Regions from separate parts of the Capra hircus genome. Here region 2 is linked to region 1. A link is a contact called in public Hi-C data. All regions are on one chromosome and are shown on one strand. Each heading gives the region's core, a stretch centred on a gene start, on an enhancer-like site or on the middle of the called end of the contact. The rest is flanking DNA. Distances are from core to core; before and after follow the strand shown.

What was found. Hi-C and Micro-C count contacts between places; a contact is called where the count stands out from the background.
Region 2: a contact with region 1 is called in a Hi-C map of blood, with 9 times the contacts expected there. The contact joins two enhancer-like sites. A contact is called at or near these places in 4 of 5 Hi-C or Micro-C datasets (blood and liver).

Annotation. Positions count from the first base shown.
Region 1 is chr18:50,844,902-50,847,772 of ARS1.2, forward strand. NUMBL (numb-like protein) reads right to left here. Exons shown (of 10, transcript XM_018062436.1): 8 at 2,397-2,699; 9 at 216-338. Among named protein-coding and RNA genes, the nearest start is that of NUMBL, 20 kb to the right of the region's middle. Within about 2 kb of position 1,415, at least 4 of the 5 cell types and tissues checked have an H3K27ac peak or open chromatin away from gene starts, as enhancers often do.
Region 2 is chr18:50,948,010-50,950,880 of ARS1.2, forward strand. It overlaps EGLN2 (egl nine homolog 2), which reads left to right. Exons shown (of 6, transcript XM_018062448.1): 3 at 103-222; 4 at 668-804; 5 at 1,000-1,067; 6 at 1,364-1,997. The coding sequence ends at 1,419. Among named protein-coding and RNA genes, the nearest start is that of EGLN2, 8.6 kb to the left of the region's middle. Within about 2 kb of position 1,447, at least 4 of the 5 cell types and tissues checked have an H3K27ac peak or open chromatin away from gene starts, as enhancers often do.

The DNA.
Region 1 (2,871 bases), core at 165-2,664:
ATCTTGAATGATCCATGGTAACCTATGGATTTGATGGTAATAGAATCTATGGTAATCTATGGTTTCTATGGCAATCTAATAGCTCTGAGATGACCCAGGGTTCCAAGCTTGTGGGATTCCAAGATTCCCAGAGTCTCTGCAGTGGTCCTGAAAGAAGCAGGGGGAGGCGGGAGCAGCACTGCAGGGCTCTGGCTCAGGGGAAGGGCGGCATCTACCTGTAGGGGCCGGCGGGGGCCCTGATGCCGGGGCTCCAGCACTGGCGAACGACGAGCTGATCTGCGTGCAGAGGGCACTGATGCTGTCGCTGTCACTGGCCCCAGGCGGCTCCATCTCAGGCACTGGGAGGTCAGGAAAGGACGGAGGTCAGTGAGCAGGCCCTGCCCTTGGCCCCAGCCCTGCGGGTGGCCCTCACAAGGTGTGTGTGTCAGCGCACTCACTCTGCAGTAGCCAAGCGGCCATGGCCACAAAAATGACTGTGCACGTGTGTGTGTCACACCTGACTGGTACGAGAGTCAAGCAGTGTGTGACAGCAGAGTGATTCAGTTATACATACATCCATGTATATATGTGTGTGTGAATTCTTTTTCATATTCTTTTCCATTATGGTTTATTACTGGATATTGAATATATTAATAGTTCCCTGTGCTATACAGCAGGGCCTTGGTTATCTGTTTTATATATAACAGTTTGTATTGATTATGTGTTTTCTAAGTGTGTATAATGGTCACACCTGGTTCTGCAACTTCTGTGTGTGCGTGTGTGACTTTCGGTTGCATCTCTCTCTAAGTGTGTGACTTCCGAGCATGATACCCGCAGCAGAGTGGGACATCTATGTGAGTCTATGAAATTTCTGGGTAGCAAGTCACATCCAAGCAAGTGTGCAATTGGCTACAGGCACTCGAGGCCTCCACATGAAGTCTGGGGTGTCTGCCCCCTCAGAGAGCAGATGTGAGAGCCCTGGGGGTGTGCTTACTGGCAGGCTGCTTAATGAAGACAGCAAATGCGAGGGTGTGTGCAGGACACGGGAGTGAGCTGCAGGATATGGAGTGAGCGTGCGTCATTCCCAACAAGCGTTGGCACCTGCTCTGCAGTCACCTTTTGGACTAGCCCAGCCTCTTGGATACAGATCAACACCTCCCACACCAATCCCAGGGGCCATAAGGGGGAGGTGTCACAGATCTGGCATATGGTAACAGGAGAGCGAGCCAGACCGCATGACTTCACTGACAGCTGGGAGGAAAGGCAACCCTCCAGCCTGTCTCCCTCGGGCAAAACACAGTTCCATGCCACCTCTCTTCTCTCTTCCCCATGGCAGACGTTGTTTTTAAATCATGACATATGCAGTCTCTCTCCTTTTCTTGGTCCATGGCAGACATTAGTAATCAAACACGATGCTTTTCTCCCGTTAAACTGTTTGCTCACTTTACCCCTCACCTGGCAAGACCTCAAGGCTCTACTGGCCAAATGCTGTAAGAAAGGACTGGTAATTCCATCTTTCCTCCAACAAAAAAGGACATTTGTATTGCCTCTCTCCTATCACCAGGGTGGCAGACATTGCTAATCAATGATGACACACTACCTTTTGCCTTGTCACTCTCCCAGGAAGGCATGTCTAATCAGTAACAATGGGTCCTGCCTCCCACAGTCCTTTATCCACAAGCAACATGACGAATCTGTCACTGTGCTCCCTGATTCCATGATCCCCAGGCTACTTGTGCCCTTCGTCTCCTGCTTCCATAAGCCAAATCCTGGGATTCATCTCTTGAGCAAAATGTAACGATCCTGCTCTCTCTTCTTGCTTGCCCAAAACAAATTTTGGTAATTAATCATGTGGTGTGCCACCTTACTCTCTTTTCTTGTTCATGCCAGACACTGTAAGGAGACCGTGATGTCTGCCATCACTCTGTTCTCCCTGCCCTAAACAGACATTCCTCTGAACCTGTATCCTTCACCTGCATCTCATGGCTGTACTGGTCAAAAGCTTGGAAGGACACATTAGCCTATGGTGCTTCAGTCTCCTGAGCAACAGCATGCCATCCGGGCCCAGCTGCTCTCCTCTCCCCTGCCCACGGAAGTTTTCGTCAATCATTATGTATGCCACCTCTGTCCTGTCCCTAACTACAGCAGACAGTACTAACTGATCATGACTTGAGCTACCTTTGTGCTATCCCTTACCCGTAGCAGACATTGCTAATGGATCACAGCTTACACTTCCTCTCTCCTTGCCCAGACTGATGGCAGACATTGCTAATTGATCATGATGCGTTCCACCTTTCCTTTGCCAGTGGCACACTGTGCTAATCAATCGTGATGTGTATCACCTCTTCCCTATCTGTTGCTCAGAACAGTCAGGGGCATTGATCCCAATGTTCCTTCTTGCTGAGTCCTGGGCTCACCTGTGCCCTTCACCTGGAAGTCAGTGCGGCGCTGCAGCGTGGATGGCAGCTCATTCAGCCGTAGGCTCAGCTGCCGTTTGAAGGGCGAGTTCTTCTGGCTGAGTGCTGGGAACCCACGGAAGGAACCTTGACGAACCAGCTGCTCCAAGGGGGCATGGCGCCGGGGGATGGCAGCCGCAGTGGTGCCTGCAGGCACTGGGGTGCCTGCCTCACCCTTCTCACCAGGGGATGTGGTGGCTGGTGTTGGGGACACATGCCCAGGCTGGGCAGGGCCAGGAGCCGCAGTTGGGGCAGCTGCTGCTTCTGCTAGAGACATGGGGGAGAGAGATGGTTAGATACCTCCCCTTGGCATGGGGCCTCTCCTCAGTCCCCTTGATTGTTTTCCAATGCTGCCTTTCTTACCCCATGTGCCCTGGCCTTAAGACAAACTGGTCAGAGCCCTAAAATGTCCCTCATCCCCACTCAAGCCAAGACC
Region 2 (2,871 bases), core at 197-2,696, 100 kb after region 1:
AGGTGAGGGGCTGAAAGGTGAGAAAGAGGAGGTAATGGCTGGCTTGCTCAAAAGTCCCTGCCTGCTCGCCTCAGTAAACCCTGTCTCCATCATCTCTGCCAGGCCATGGTGGCATGTTACCCAGGAAACGGGCTGGGGTACGTGAGACACGTGGACAATCCCCATGGCGACGGGCGCTGCATCACCTGTATCTATTACCTGAATCAGAACTGGGACGTCAAGGTAGGATGGTGGGCTGGGGCGGCGTTCACCCAGAGGCTTTTCCTCTCCCCGCTCAGCTGCTCGTATGGTCCCGGTCCTCTTCTCAACCCACTGGGGGGCGTTGTAATCTTTTAGGGGCCCTTCCTGGAAATGGCACCTCCTTCCAGCTGCCTGTGTGGTGGTGGCTCCTGGTGTTGGGTAATGGTGCAGTCTGCCCAGCCCCCAGCCTAAGGAGCACTTCCCCCGCCCCATTTCCTGTCGTCTTTAGTAGCTTCCTGCCCGTTTCCATGGTGATGCAGACCCTGGGTTGTCATTCATTTTCAGAGTCTGAGTGGTGGGAGGGAGTGATACGTGCAGTTACTATGCCCCCTGGCGGGCCCTTGGGGGCTGTGTGGCTGTGCAAGGGGAGGCGGGGCTCCAGGCAGTGCTGGCCAGCCTCCTGCCTCATCCTCTGGGCCGCCCTCAGGTGCATGGCGGCCTGCTGCAGATATTCCCTGAGGGCCGGCCCGTGGTAGCCAACATTGAGCCTCTCTTCGACCGGCTGCTCATTTTCTGGTCTGATCGGCGGAACCCCCATGAGGTGAAACCAGCCTATGCCACCAGGTAGGATCCATATTTCTGGGGATGTGCCCAGCTACTCTGCCTGCGCTAGCAGTCTTGTCAGACCCCTGGAGCGACTAGGAAGTGAGGGGATGCCAAGACGGAGGGCGGGGCTGGGGGGGGGCGGCTGACGGTGGAGATAGTGGGTGGGATCAAGTGTGATCTCTAATGGCCCTCTGGGGCTGCTTTGGTCCCCAGGTACGCCATCACTGTCTGGTATTTTGATGCCAAGGAGCGAGCAGCAGCCAAAGACAAGTATCAGCTAGGTACCTGCTTCCCAAATGGTGACTCCGCCTCTTAAGTCCTTCCTGTTCCATGTACTTCTTTAGGCCTCAAGCTGTCTCATCAATCTCTGATGAATCTCATCATCTCTTGATGAATCTGAAGTCACTGAACCTTGCAGCTCGTTTTTCCCCATCTTTGCCTGCTTTCCCTAGACAGTTGACTCACCTGGTGTCCCCAGCATGAGCCCCTCTCTTCTGATACTCTCCCAATCTTCCCAGTTTCCCTTGGCCTCTGTTCCTTCCCGATGACTCAATCCCCTGTCCCTCTTCCTCCCCAGCATCAGGACAGAAAGGTGTCCAAGTGCCCGTGTCACAGCCGACTACGCCCACCTAGTGGCCAGTCCCAGAGCTGCATGGACAGACAGCTTGCCCTGGCTTCAGGAGAGCCCTGGGCCCTGGTGCTGCCCGTCTCGGTGCCTGCTCCTTCCCCGCCACCACCACTGCTTCTGACTTTGCCTCCATCCTGCCTGGTGTGGAGGGCTCCGTCCATTGCTGAGGACCAAGGAGGAGGAGAGACCTCTACTGCCCTGGGATGGGGACGGGGGTTGTGACCTGGACAGGAGCCAGTGTTGGGGCCTTCCGTTACTGGAGCTGGGGGCCTGTGTCCTGCCCTGTCTGGTCATGCCCCTCTCAGGTTTGGAGAGCTGGAAGGAGGCATCGCCACCTCCTGCCAGGACGCAGGATCTGGGGTTGGGGTGAGTCATGGCCTCTTGCTGGGAAAGGTTTGTGGGGGAATATCCCCAAGCCCCCCACACCTCCAGCCTGGAATGTGAAGTGACTCCCTAACCCCTGTCAACCATGGCACCTTTTGGACTAGGCTGCCACTGCTTGGGCAGGATAAAGGTGCTGGGAGGAGCATGGGTGTGCAAGTCCTATCAGCCAAGAAATAAAAGTTTACCTCAGAGCTGCATACAGCTGACTCTCTTGCTACCTCTTTTTGAAAAGAGTCCTCCATCTGCAGTTCAGGCCTTTATTGACCGAAGAGGGTAAGGAGTTCTGAGAGCCAGTGAGCTGAGCTGAATCTGCCTTCAGCGGGCCACGAGGCGGAGCTGGAAGGCTGGGGGCACGTTGCCCGGGCCAGTGCACTGCCGGGTGAGGTCTGTGTCGGAGTGGCTCCCCACAGGGAGCAGGAAGAACCGCAGTAGAATGGAGGTGAGGAAGATCTCGGTTGGGGCCAGGCCTGCACCCAGGCACATCTGCTTTCCTGGGGACACGGGTATGGAGTGAGAAACCCATGCATGCCAGGGCATGTCCTGACCGGTCCCCTCCCTGCCCAGCCCAGACCTAGGACAAAGGGCATGAAGGCGTTGTTGCTCTGGAACTCGCCCTGGTCGTTAGGAAGTTGGTGGGGTTTAAGCATTCTGGGTTCTTGAATTGGGTGGGGACCCAGTGTGTAGACAAGCAGAGGAATCACAAAGGTGCCCTGGGGTGATGTGCCAAGGTTACTCAAAAAAGACCCCAGTTAGAAGCCAACGCAAGGAATCATTTGTGCATCAGCAGTGAACGCTCAGACCCGCTGATAGGCCCTCCCCGTTCCTGTGCAGGATCCCCAGACTCAATGGGCACCTTGGGCAGGAAGTAGTGTTGCAGGTGAGAGCACGCGGGAGCCCGAAGGGCACCATGCTGATGAAACGCTGGATCTCGTGCAGCACAGTGTTGGTGCAGGGCGGGTGCTCTCGGTCCTCCAGGGTTGGGGCATGCATTCGGCCAGCCACGCCATCCAGCTCAGCCGGCACTTTGGCTGGGGCTACCGGAGATGTGGACTGTGCCTACCGCAGCCTCCAGC